Linked DNA regions of Eptesicus fuscus: region 1 is linked to region 2. A link is a contact called in public Hi-C data. All regions are on one chromosome and are shown on one strand. Each heading gives the region's core, a stretch centred on a gene start, on an enhancer-like site or on the middle of the called end of the contact. The rest is flanking DNA. Distances are from core to core; before and after follow the strand shown. Region 1 holds the start of TBC1D2 (TBC1 domain family member 2). Region 2 holds the start of NANS (N-acetylneuraminate synthase).

Region 1 (7,064 bases), core at 2,772-5,271, 140 kb after region 2:
GTACTATGGTGATGATAGCACTCATTCCATAGGACAGTTGTTATGAGGATGAAATGAGGTAAGGAAGGTAAAGTGGCCAGCACAGTACCTGACATGCAGTAGGTGCTCAAAATGTACTCACTGGGCAAAGGAATTTGGAGGTGCTAAGAGAGAGGGTAAGAGCTTTAAAATTCTGCCCTGGGTGGGGCCCAGGATACCATCACTATCTCTGTCTCTCTGTGCAACATCTCAATGTCTTAGCTGACTTTTTTGTGGAATGGAGATTCCCTTCTGTTTTAGCGATGCACTGAAATCATGCATATGATCGGGGACTGGAAAGCCAGTATGCACAGCACGACAAAGTGGCACCCTTCAGGCATGCCCCCACCCCCAAACAGTTAATGGCTGATGCTGATTGGTCTTCCACCACTGAATGGTACAAACATCTATTCTCACATCCATTAGGTCACCAGATCCTCCAGGGAGGAGGCCGGGCAGGAGTGATCAGCCCCTTCTACAGATGGAGAAACTAAGGCTCTGAAGCCGCTCGGGTTGGTCCCAGAACCTGGGTCTCCCACTTCTCCCACTCCCAGAGCTTTGTTGTAGTTTATGGCCAGGAGATGTGGCTTATGTAGCAAAGGCCTGTGATTGATTGGGCACAGAAGCTGGGCAGCTCGCTCGGAGTGGATGTTGAGTCTCACAGAGCTGCTCACAATCCAGGCCACATGAGGAAAGCAGGAGGCTACAGGCAACCAGGGCAAGCTCCTCCTTTTAAGAGGCTCACAGGTGAGGTGTGCATGAGGCCAGGGGGCTCCAAGAAGAGGCTCCTGGTCTGTTGTAAAGATATCAAATAAGATAAAATGATGCCCACCAGTCTTCCCTTTCTATACACTTTTCCTGAGAGACTGCAGGTCTTCCCATGGCTTCACCATGACCTTGTACCGACAAGGTCCAGCCCCAAACCAAACCCATTTTATTAAATCACTGGACAAGTATATATTGAGCACCTGCTATCTGTGTCAGGGACTGAGGGAGGCACTGGAGATTCTGTGGTGAGCCAACACACATGCCTCTGTCCTCTTAGAACTTAAGAGTCTACTGAGGAAGACATACACCCGATGTCCTACTGTCCCCTCATCCTGGGTTCAACTCCTATCAGTGACTGGACCAACCAGGCAGTCAGCCAGTTACAGGAGCCATCCCTGACTCCTCTCTCACATTCTTCCTGCCTCACATCCCTAGCCACCGTCTCGCTCTGTCACTGCTCTGGCTCAGCCATCATTTTCTCCTGATCACCTCCTGATGGACTCCCTGACCACCAGCCTTGCCTTCTCCTAATTTGTTCTCTACCCCATAGCCAGACTGAGCTTTCTGAGCATTCTACTATCACGGTGCTTCCTTGCTTAAAGCTCTTTGACAATTTCCCACAGCCCCCAGGACAAAGCCCACACATCTTGTTATCACTCATAATGCCCTGCCCTCCCCCGTGGGCCTCTGTTCTCCCATTCCATCTTTTGGGTCCCTCAACTTGCCTGGACACTGGGTGGTAACATGATTTCCCATCTTTGTTCATGGGGGTCTCTTGACCTGGAATAATATTCTCCCTCTTGTCTGCTGGTAGAAAACTGATGTTCTCTTTCAGGATTCAGATATCAGCCCTTCTATGATGTCCTTTCTGGATGGACCCTCCCACTCAGTGGAACTGACCCATCCTGTCACCACACTTTTCTGGTACAGACTTCCTGCGTCTCTAACAGAACATTTTACTGTGCGTGCCAATCTCCCTGTCAGTCTCTCTCACCAAATCTGAAGCTGTTTGAGCATCAGGGGATAGGTGTAATTTGGCTCCATACCCAGTGCCTAGCACAGAGCCAGGCATGAACACAGATCCATGGAATAGTAAAAGCCATGTGTTGGAGACCCTGCAGACAGCATTCAACCTGTGGGAGGAGACACCTGTAAACCACATGACCTGTGAAATGCCTGCCTTGCCTGGCCTGGAATTCCTGGTTTCCATTATTTTATCTGATCTCCCCATGCTGGTCTGGTTGTAAAGGAGAGCTGAAGCTGTGGGCTGCATTCAGGGGCCTCAATAGATGCCCAATTGGCTGGAGGTAAGGGTGGAGGGCTGGGAAGATGGGATGGGGTGGGAAGGCTGTCTCCTGACACATTCTTAGTTCAGAGTGTGGATCCTGGAACTCTTATTTCAAAGTGCAGATCGGTCTTTCCAATTAAGTTCTGGGGCACCTCCTCTTGGCTCCACCACGATGTGTGTTCACTCAACCAACATTTACTGAGCACCCACCAGGTACCAGGTTGTATTCTAGGTGCTGGGAGTATTTCAACAATTTGCTGTTCCAGACGCTTACATATCTTGTTTTAAAACTCACAAACTACCTACATTCCGGGAGGTTAAGTGACTTGCCCAGGGTCATACAGCTAGTAAGTAGCTGACGTAGAATTTGAATCCAATCCTGTCTGATTTCAAAGCACATGGCCTTTCCACGTTTCAGGCTCTCTCAGTCAAACAAGATTAAACAAAACCTACTGATAGGGAAAGCAGGTTTGGATTTGCCCCGATGAATAGTCTAAGCTGATCAGTGAAACCTCAATGTTTACCTCCCAATCCCTGCCAACATTTTCTCAGCATCCATTCCTTTGGGCCAGAACATCAAGAAAAGTGATTTAGAATCTAGGTCTCGAGGGAGGATTGCAAACTCCCATCTTGACTATACGTCAGCCCCAAGTAAGAAAGTTAAGGTAACTGCCTTGTCAGGCACACCCCCAAGTTCGGATGCGGTCCTGAGAGGAGGTAAGACTATGAGATCCCAAGAATGGGCTACATACACCGCCCTCTGGGTGCCTGAGGTGGGGCCAGCCACTTCATCTCTCTGACTCAGTTTCCTGATCCGAACTACGGACCCGACACTCCTGCCTTTGTTGTGGGAACCCCGTGAGGAATTGGGCGTGAATGCGCTTCCGAAAATCACAAAAGCCCGGGCACCCAGGGCTCACTGGGCCATCAGGATCGGTGATCATTTTCCCGGTAAATTGACTGTGACCACCCACCGTGCCCCAGGAACTCATCCCTGCTTACAAGGGGGGTAAATCAGTCCATTTACCTTCAGGGTAATAATCCGGCTGGGAGTCTTGATTTCGAAAGTTCCCTCCTCGGCGTCCGCCTTGCAGTCAAAGACCGCACTGGAGAGGTCGATGCTGTCCAAGGGATTGGCATCCTGCGCGGTCCGCGAATAATACAGGTGGCATTTCCTCTCGTCGTAGAAGAACCAGCGAGATTTCCAGCCCCGGATGGGCCCCTTGCCGCCAAACTTACTTAAGTATCCACAGAGTTTCCTGGGGACCGTCTCCAGGGGCCGGGCGCAGCCCTCGGACTCCTCGGGAGGCAGCCCCTCGGGGCCCCTGGCCACAGGCTCTCCGGACCTGAGGGCAGCGGAACTAGGCTCCGGGGGTTTCTCCGGGGCGCCCTCCATCGCCGCTCGGACCGCGCAGGGTGAGGAGGTCCGCAGCCCGACTCCGGACGAATCTCGGAGGCTCTGAGGGCGACGTGGGCGCGAGGGCGGGCCCAGTGGTGACCCGCAGCGGGGAGCGAGCCTCACCGACCAAAAGCCCAGGAGGGTGGCGGGCCACGCCCCGCCCGCCCCTCGGAAACCTAACCACGCCCATCGACACGCCCCCGCAGGCTCCTCCTGCCCCGCCCACTTCCGGGTTTGGTACCCGCCAGTCAGTCCTCTTAACTGGGGGCAGGTGCGGGGCGTGAGGCGGGCCTCTGGCTGGAGGCGTGGTGTCTCTGAGCTAGGTTAACGGGCGGGAGAGGAACGGGAAGGGACGCCTGTCACGGACCTTACCGTCCTGGTAACTCGCGTAGTAATGTCGAAGGAAAGGTCCTCACGCCGAGGGGCCGCCGCCTTTTCTCCCCAGGGGCCGCGCGGGTCTCCGCCGGACGGCGCATCACGCGCCCATTGGCTGAGAGAGACGCCGGGCTCGGTGGCACCACTTCCGGTGTTGCGGGGCGTGAGGGGCTCGTGGGTTCGGCCGCCAACTTTTCTCTTTGCTTTAGTTCTGCGCCTTCGTGGCTCTCAGCCGGCCGCGGCGGCCTCCCCCGCCTCTGTCCCAGCTCCAGCTCACCACCTTCCGGCGCCGGTTGCATGATATGGGGCGCCCAGGCTGCTGCTGCTGCACTGCTGGGCGGGGTTGGGCTCAGTAAATTTTGTACCAACTAATAAAGAGTAACTCTACCTAGGCCCCAACTCGCTCAACTTCCTGCCTCTTCTAGTCTCTCGCCCCCAACTCTCCCCTTCCTTCCAGTCTAGGGCGCAATCTTCCATTTGGGCTCTGGAGCCCATTTCTGTCCACCCCTCTAGCCCTTTCTTAGCCCCTTCTCTCCCTTTAGCTGACAAATATGTTCGATATAGCATTACTTATTATTTCAAAAAACTGGAAGGAATGGCCCTGACTGGTTTGGCTCAGTGGATAGAGCGTCGGCCTGCGGACTCAAGGGTCCCAGGTTAGATTCCAGTCAAGGGCATGTACCTTGGTTGCGGGCACATCCCCGGTAGGGGTTGTGCAAGAGGCAGCTGATTGATGTTTCTCTCTCATCGATGTTTCCCTCTATCCCTCTCCCTTCCTCTCTGTAAAAAAATCAATAAAATACATTAAAAAAAAAAAAAAACTGGAAGGAATATAAATGACCCAAAATACGAAATTGGTTAAGTAACTGATTGGATACTTTTTGCAGAAGGATATGGACTTCTACAGAAAATATTAGGTTGAAAAAACAGGCCACAAAACTATTTCCGCAAAACTTATTTAGCTAAAAATAGGGTATGTTTATGACAGTAAGGTTGGAAAAATGATGTGTAATATTTGAGTTTTAGGGACATTAGAGGGGAACTCCTGTTGATCTAAATGCATTAATTGCTGTATATCCTAATGGATACACTTCTGGTAATTTTATCAAAATATAGTCAATATCCCGCCCCTCCTTGGAGGATATTGTTAAGCTGCAGAGCAAGAGGTTGTCCCGAAGTGACACCTTGTGGCCTTTGTGGTGTACTGCCCCTGTCTGCATTAGGTGTCCCCAAGTTTTTTTGTCAGAGGGCTTAAAAGAGGCACTCAGGAATAACCCTCACACAACATAACCCAAACAGGCAGGTTAATAATCTGACTCCTTAAAAACAACGTATTTTGCATAGACCTTCAACCCACTTATTTAGTGAAGGCAAGAGAAACAGGTTATCAACAAAAGCATGTGTTTCTTCATGTTCAATAAGGGTTTATTACATGCACTAATGAACATCAGTGCATGTAGGTGTTTTCCATGTCGATTTCTTTCTCCTCTTTCTATGGGATAGTTTTAGTTCTCTTATGAAGGAAAGAGTACAGTCTCATTGAAAATATGTTTTAAAATGTTAGGCTTTCTGGTGAACAAAACATCATGATATACTTTCTAACATACCTATTTTTGAGTAGTATCATTTTCAATTGATAAAACCCAAGGATTCATGTTTAATTGACACATGATTTTCAAATAGATAATGTTTAAAGGAATTAGGTTCATTTAAACTGACAAGCCATTTGCAAAAATGGTTCTCATTGGCAGTTTTCCTATAAAATATTTAATCAGGCAAACAGATAAACAACGTTTAATTTTGCAATTTAACATGACACTCAAGGTCAAAATTGGCTCCCCAGCTACTTGGCAGGATCACTGGAACAAATGTCTACTCCATCAGTCCAATTTTGCATGACTGAGCCTCATGGAAATTCAGTTCTACACATCAAGCACATGTTTTACAGCACTTACTAGTAGTTATAGAATCTTGAAAGAGATGACCTGACAGTGCAGACATTGAAGACTGTTCTATTTTATATCCCATTTCAAATTCTGAATGTAAACCAGATTATACAAAAGGAACTTTAGTTCCAGGGAAACTTGCTTTTAAATTTTTTATTTTATTTTAAAGAACCAAATAACATGAGAGAATTTTTTTTTTTAGTTTAATTTTCACAAGTATATAAGCCAGAGAAATAAAAAAAAAAACACCTAGATTTCCAAGTTTTATGTTCTTGGTATGCTTGGTAAGAAATGCAGGAGTGTCATTTAATGGGTGGGAAGAGAAAGTTCTCATGGGAAATTAAATATCAAATCTTGGTGGTACCTTCATCACTTCTTCTCTAGTGTCTCCAGAGTTAGACTGTCTGTATTTGAATTCTGGCTCTATAATCACAGATGTCTGACCTTGGACATAGTTACTTAGCCTCTCCGCCTGAGTTTCTTCATCTGTATGACAGGATAATTATAGTACCTACCAAGTAGTGTTACTACATGATTATGTGAGATAAACCACATAAAGTGCTTACACAGTGTCTGGCCCGTAGAAAGCATTTGGCAAGTGTTAGCTACTAGGATTAGCATGAGTTCTAGGAATCCTAAGGTCTTTGAGCTGGTAGGGACCTCCCAGGATTCATTTGTACCAGATCATTTTCTAAACTCTCCTATTTTTACTTAAAGTTCTATAACTAAACACTATAACACATGCTTGGCATGTAGTTACCCTTGGTGGGGATGGGTAGTGGGGAAGATGGTATGAAGATCCTCCCCTATTGGGGTGGAGAGGTTATTTGCAGCAAGAAACTGGGAGAGGGAAGGAGTTAAATTTGACACTACCTCCATCCTAGAAATTTTCCTCCATCCCTCCTCCCTCCTTTCTTCCCTACCTTTTCTTTTTTACTTTTCATTTTTTTTCTTTTCATAAATTGTCTCATCAATTTATCTATAAAATCTTTTGTCTCATGGAAATGAGGTTTTACTAATTTTTCTCGAGACTAGAGCAGATGCAGATGAGATTTGGCATTTACTTCTGTTTCCTGCAGAAAATCTTTTCCCAAAGTATGTTCAGTCTCAGCTTGTTGTGTGCTGTTTGTCTTTATGCTGCAGAATCTTCATAGACTCTAATGGATTTTTTTTTACAGCCCAGGAAAAGGCATATTTTATTGAGGTATATAATAAACGATGTGTGATTTTCTTTATATACATGTATGATTTTTATAGAAATATGTATATG
Region 2 (7,002 bases), core at 139-2,638:
CTTTAAATTAATTTCCACTTATTCATAAACTAAGCAAAACCATAATGACTTCTTTAGCCCAAAGTGACTGAGTTATTTTATTTTTGGATTTCATTTTCTCTGTAACCAGCGTCTGTTGGTCAGCCTCAGCCAGGTGTGAAAGGCCATTTAGACTTGAAAGACATACAGCACATGTCACAGTCAAGCACACCCACACATCACACATGAATGGACTCTGCTGCAATCTCCTTTCCTTCGGTGGCTTCCTCCTGGCCTCCAAACACGCCCTTCAGAACCCCTCAACTCTGGGACCCCTCTACTCCAGGAGCCATTTTTCATCTGTTTTTAATAACTGACTCTCCCAAGAAAACGTTTATTTTCACCCTTTTATTTCCTCCCCTCCCCCTAGCCACCAGATATGCTGTGAACAGTCGCCCCCTTCCTCCCAAGTCCCCAAGTTCTTGCTCCTCATTCTTCTGGGCCTTTGACCCTGTGATTCCCCTCCCCCCCGCCCCCCCTCTACAGGACACAGTGTCACCTGCTTCTGGTCCCTTTCTCCATTCCTTCCAGAGCAGCCGCACAGGGCTCATTCCTCCACACTGCTCATCCCTGGGCACACGCTCCTTCAGCAGTCTAATCGAACCGCGGTCTTTTCCTCACTCAGGATGGCCCCAGATCTCTCTCCCTCCAGGACCTCTCCTCCGAACTTCAGACCTGCCTTTCCTCCTGCCTGGTGGACAAGAGTCACCTGCATCTTTATATCCATGTGTCCGAAACCTGCCCTTCTCATCTTCCACCCTCTTCTCCTTTCTGTTATCATTGTTACTTTGATCATCAGTTCTGGTAAGTCGAGCTGAGAATGTTATTTTTTAGAGTTGGGTACCTAGGCTGAGAAGCAGCCCAGGGTCCTAGTCCCAGCTCCGTTCTGGCTTTCTGAATGACTTTGGACAAGGCAGCGGAACTTTTTGAACCTGTTGCCTCTCACATATTCGGAAAGCCCAAGTAAGAACTGTGACCAGGGTTTTCCAGACATCATCTCACGAAGGATTATCACAGGTCTAATCAAGAGCTGGTTAGCAGCAGGGGCTGGGCTCCAACCAGCACTGGAACTCTAAATCCAGAATCCGTTTTCTCCATTACACCGTAGGGCACGCTCTCTCCCCACGCCCTCGGGAGCTGGGCCTAGACCACGCCCTGCGAGCGGCCGGCAGCCTCCTTCCGACGCTGTTTGCTCACCTGTCCTCGTAGGGACCCCGCGACCGCCAGGGACCGCGCCACCCAGCCGGGCTCCAAACGCCCAGCCCACAAGCAGGGAGCCGGGCTTCCGGTTCCCCGCGGCACCGCCCCCTGGCGGGTAGCTCCGCCCCCTGCTCCGATTGGCTGGCGGAGCCCGGGGATTGGCTGCGCAGCGGACGCGGGCTGACGTGGCGGGGTCTACGGGTGGGTCCCGGTGCTGCAGGCTGAAGGGACTTGAAGCCGGCGCGGCCCGAAACCCAGCGGCGGAGCAGCGGCGAAGCGGGAGCAGCAGCGATGCCGCTGGAGCTGGAGCTGTGTCCCGGGCGCTGGGTGGGCGGGCAGCACCCGTGCTTCATCATTGCCGAGATCGGCCAGAACCACCAGGGCGACCTGGATGTGGCCAAGCGCATGATCCGCGTGGCCAAGGTGAGGGGAGCGCTCCCAACGAGCGGGTGCCAGAAGGGGCGGGCGATCCGGGAGGGGGGGGGGGGGATCCGGCCTAGGAGGGGCTCTGGAAAGGGGAGGGGTCGCGGGGAGCCGGGTCTACCTTTCTCTGCCTCTTGCCCTGCATCGCCCCTGAGGTCCTGGTTGCGAGATCCATTTTTGAATTCTTTTAAAAAATATATGTCTTTATTGATTTCAGAGAGGAAGGGGAGGGAGAGAGGGAGAGATAGAGAGACATCAGTGATGAGAGAGAATCATTGATTGGCTGCTTCCTACGTCCCAGACTGGGGATCGAACCCGCAACCCGGACATGTGCCCTGACTGGGAATCGAACCCTAACCTCGTGGTTCACAGGCCATTTTTTAATCTTTCTAATCCTCTTCGTCCTTGCTCCACCCTGATCCTCCTAACGTGACTTCCCTCTCCCCCTCCTGGGGGCGGAGTGGTCTTTCTAAAGCACAGATTTGATCAGGTCGCACCCCTGCTGACACCTTCAGTGGCTCCCCACTGACCTTGGGTAGATGGGACGCTTTATCCAACTTATTAAAAAAGAGTCAGGAGGCTTTGGCTAGAAAAAATGACGAAGATTTATTCAAGGGTCTTAAGAGTTTGGGAACACAATTAGGCAAAAACCCAGAAGTGTTCTGAAGAAGAAAGGAAAGTTACAAGTTTTTATAATAAAGTCATATCCTTGAGAATAATCAGTTCTGCATTTTTGGTTGGCCCATTAGCAATTGGATGTCAGGTGGTCTGGATGATGGATGCCAGGTAGCCTGGTCATGTCCTAAGTCCTTTAGGGAATAGTCATGTCTGATGTATGTTCAGGCATTGACACACAATCAACTGATGTATCTGTAGATAATGGTGCAGAACTGGAGAGTTAAACATTTTAAGCTACCAGGGAAGTTAAGATAAGAGAATCATGTTCCTTATGCCTCAGTCATCATCATGATGTTAATAATTGAGCAGCTTGCTCACACAAGGAGTGTGTTTGCAGTATTAAAGGGTGAGTTTGTTTTCACTTTAAAATTTTGATGCAAATGGAGCATCACCCCTTGGTTCCTCCTGGTGCCCTGCTGCTTGTTTCCTGCCAGTAGAGAAGCAGTAAAACGCTGGACAGAGAAACCATCAGTCTTACGGTAAAACTGACAGCGATTGTGTTTTCTGAACATGGAGTTTATCAAAGCATCAAACATAAGGAAATCACTCATTTTTAGGAAAGAAGCTGAGAAAAGAGGAACCTGTTCTGGTACCAATGCTGTCATGTGGAATGTAGTTTCTGCTACTTCACTTTTTTGTTATTGCTGTTTTTGTTAATCCTCACCCCAGGATATTTTTTCCATTGCTTTTCAGAGAGAGAGGAAGGGAGGGAGGGATGAGAAGGAAGAGATTGAGAGAGAGAGAGAGGGAGAAACACTGATGTGAGAGAGACATTACTTGGTTGCCTCTCGCACATACGCCATCTGGGCTGGGGATTGAACCTGCAACCGAGGTATGTGCCCTTGACCAGGAATCAAAACCCAAGACCCTTCGGTTCACAGGCCGACACTAACCAGTGGGCAACACTGGCCAGGACTGTGCTACTTTGCTTTTATCATCTTCCTATAAAGGGAAGGTTTGCTCAGATGGAAACAAGCGTTTTAACTTTTTTTTTTTTTTTCAAATTTAAATTCTTTATTGTTTAAAGTATTACATAACTCTCCTTTTTCTCATTGACCTCTCCCTGGTCGCTCCCACCCCCCAGCACATGCTCTCACCCCCCTACCTTTTAACTTCTTGATTGAAAGTCCACTTCTTGAGATAGATGTGAGAAGCAAAGGGAGCCTGAGTGACACTGTGTGAAGACCTCCTCATTAGCTTGCTGGAGGCCTGAGTGTAGCAGAGATCCAGGCTGCAGTCCTGAGCCAGCACACACATGGTCTGCAGCCTTTAGGAAAGTGATCTGACCAGCTGTGCCGGAGACTCATTGTGCAACTTTGGTCAGGTCACTCTGGGCCTTGGGATCTTCATCTAGACAAAGGGAACTGTGTTGCCCTACATCGCTTTCAGTTCGAATGTTCTCTGAACTTCTTCCCAGTGTCATGTCCTGACTGTGCTGTCTTGTGATTTTTTTCCAGGAGTGGGAGCAGCACTCTTAGCACAGACATTTTTGGAGCCAAGGTTTTCAACAGCAATGAATACCTCTGTTGCTACAGAAATGTCAGTAAGCTGACTCTTTAGAGGGTTTCCTTAATATTTCTGTTGAGTGGTTTTTAAAGGCAATTTTGAAGGTTGGATGCTGGCTGGCAATGGAATTTTATAGCCAGACAATCCCGCTTTCATATTATAGCTTCTGTTCAGTTAGGCTGGGGCATGTATACATTTTGTTTGCTTCTTGCCCCAGAATCTCTTGTCATGCTTTTCTGTACAAGTGCAAAAGGGCTAAAAGCAGAGTAGTTCCCTTATTTCCCACCCCCATAAGGGGCTCCTCAGAAAAGGTACAGGCTCTAGAGCTAGCCCAAAGCAGTTACTGATATAGATAGAGAAACTGAGTCCAGAGATGGGACTTATCCAAGAGTTAGGGTCAGGTTCTGATTTTTCTTCTCCAAAATTCTGGTCCAGTGCTCATTTTACTATCTTCTGCTGAGTTGCACAACTTAAAATCTTCCTTAACTGTTTGATTAACTAATTTAAATATTACAACACAAAACAAAGCCCCCCCCCCCATTTTTGCATTTTAAAGGGGGAAAAATAGGGAGAAGCCCTATCCCCAACCTTTTCCTTTGAGACTTTTTGCTTCTCCTGTTCCTCTTCTTGGGGGTTCTTTTTTTTTTTAAATATGTTTTTATTGATTTCAGAGAGAGGAGGGGAAAGGGAGAGAGAGATAGAAACACCAATGAGAGAAAATCATCTATTGGTTACCTCTTGCATGCCCTCTACTGGGGATCAAGCCTGCAACCTGGGCATGTGCCCTGACTGGGAATTGAACTGTGACCTGGTTCATGGGTCAACACTCAACCACTGAGCCACACCAGCCAGGCTTCTTTGGGGATTCTTAACTGCCTCTGTCATTTGACATTGTTTTTAAAGATAATCATGTCATAGCAGGTGCCCCAACATTTCTCTCTGAGAATCCATGGCAGGTCATTGAAAGGAACCCTGATGTATGTTGCAGGAGTGTGGGGCTGACTGTGCCAAGTTTCAGAAGAGTGAGCTGGAGTACAAGTTTAATCGGAAAGCCTTGGAGAGGCCATATACTTCGAAGCATTCCTGGGGGAAGACGTACGGGGAGCACAAGCGCCACCTGGAATTCAGCCATGCTCAGTACAAGGAGCTGCAGAGATATGCCGAGGAGGTCGGCATCTTCTTCACTGCCTCTGGCATGGATGAGGTGAGCCCTCTGCCACTCTGTCATTTGCTACTTTAGCAGACCCAGGGGACAGCAGGCGGCCTGGTGGCTTTTGGCTTTGAGCCGGCTCTTTTATGCTTTCTGGACCTAGAGCTCTCCATAGCATTAACCAGAATAATGCCCAACTGAACGGCAGGCCAGAGGGAGGAGAGGTCCAGTGTGGAAGAGTACCATAGTTTTCAAAACAAGTTATCTGGGAGCAGGGGCAGCCACACTGGTACCCAGTGCTCTCCAAGCTGTGAGAGCCCCCACTGGGCCAGTTTTCCCCAATGGAAAGTCATCTGAACTAGGAGTCAGGCAACCTCAGTTCTGGCAGCAGTCCGTCCCTTGCTGAGTGGCCTTGGCTGATTTGGGTGGTGTGGCATTGGCCACATCCAGAAGGGCATGGCACCCAAGATGGCCATGCTCACATCCTGGAAGAGTCTAGCTGGTGCCAGGTCTCAGTTTTGATCTGCTTTGTAACCTGCCTCAAGATTTCTTCATATATCTTTCTGAATGTAAATACATTTTAATCGTAAAAACTAATATAACATCACAGAAAGTTTAGAAGACAGGAAAAAGAGGGGAAAACTGACCCGTAATCCCTATATGACAGTTCTTTTTATATAGTTCCTCCCAAAGTCTTTTTATATGCAAATTTTATTGCCTGGTAGTTATATTTGTGAATATTTAATTCTGCATCTTTTCCCAGTTAACATTATACCAAAAGCTTTTACCCATATCTTCTTTTTATTTGAAGCTTTATTGAGATATATTTGACATATGTAACTCTTCACATGTGTGTGTGTGTATATGTATGTATGTGTATATATATATATATACACACACACACACACTAAAGGCCCAGTGCATGAATTCATGCACCAGTGGGGTCCCTTGGCCTGGCCTGCAGGATTGGGCCGAAACTGGCTCTCCGACATCCCCCGAGGATTCCCAGATTGCGAGAGGGTGCAGGCCATGCCAAGGGACCCCACTGGTGCACAATCGGAGACACAGGAGGTTGGCCAGCCAGGGAGGGACAGCAGGAGGGCTCCAGGGCGTGTCTGGCCCGTCTCACTCAGTCCCAATTGGCCAGACCCCAGCACCAAGCTAACCTACCAGTCGGAGTGTCTGCCCCCTTGGTGATCAGTGCATGTCATAGCGACTGGTCGACCGGTTGACTGTCTGCCCCCTGGTGGTCAGTGTACATCATAGCGAGCAGTTGAGCAGCCTTAGCATATTACGCTTTGACTGAACTGCCGATCAGTGGACCGGACACTTAGCATATTAGGCTTTTATTATATAGGATGTATGTGTGTGTGTGTGTATGTGTATGTGTAAAATAATATTATTATTGATTTTTAGAGAGGAAGGGAAAGGAGGAGAGAGATAGAAATGTCAATGAGCGAAATATTGATCGACTGCCTCCTGCATGCCCCATACCAGGGAATTAAGCCTGAAACCCGGGCATGTGCCCTGACCAGGAATTGAACCAGCAATCTTTTGGTGCACAGGACAATGCCCAAACAACTGAGCCACACCAGCCAGAGCTAACTTCCCACATCTTATGCCTAAGTTTTTAATAGCAGTGTGATATTTTTTTGAGGATTTAACCTTTAAGAAAGTCCATAAGGTCAAAAATATTTTCATGATACTCAAATGTTATTTGCCTTTTTCACTGTCATTCTCTCACAGTGTGCAGTGGCATTTTCCAGAGGCTATGTGATATGGGATGACATCATTCCTCTGACAGTGGCTAATGAAATGTGTGCTGAATTCTTTATTTTTTAAATAACAGCTTTATTGACATATCATACAATTCACCCTGGCAAACATTACTCAGTTTTAAAGCACATTGTGATATCACTACAAAATTATTAGTATGGCTCAAATAAAAAATGGTACCCAGCTGGTGTGACTGTCAACCCATGAAACAGGTCACGGTTTGATTCCCGGTAAGGGCACATGCCCAAGTT

What was found. A called contact is a pair of places that touch in the nucleus more often than the background predicts.
Region 1: a Hi-C map of liver shows a contact between it and region 2, with 4 times the contacts expected there. The contact joins the promoter of TBC1D2 here to the promoter of NANS in region 2. A contact is called at or near these places in 2 of 2 Hi-C or Micro-C datasets (liver and muscle).

What each region holds. Positions count from the first base shown.
Region 1 is chr15:52,950,572-52,957,635 of DD_ASM_mEF_20220401, forward strand. TBC1D2 (TBC1 domain family member 2) reads right to left here and starts at 4,022. Exons shown (of 14, transcript XM_008142139.3): 1 at 3,846-4,022; 2 at 3,102-3,533. The coding sequence starts at 3,470.
Region 2 is chr15:52,810,374-52,817,375 of DD_ASM_mEF_20220401, forward strand. It overlaps NANS (N-acetylneuraminate synthase), which reads left to right and starts at 1,389. Exons shown (of 6, transcript XM_008141868.3): 1 at 1,389-1,641; 2 at 4,814-5,029. The coding sequence starts at 1,510.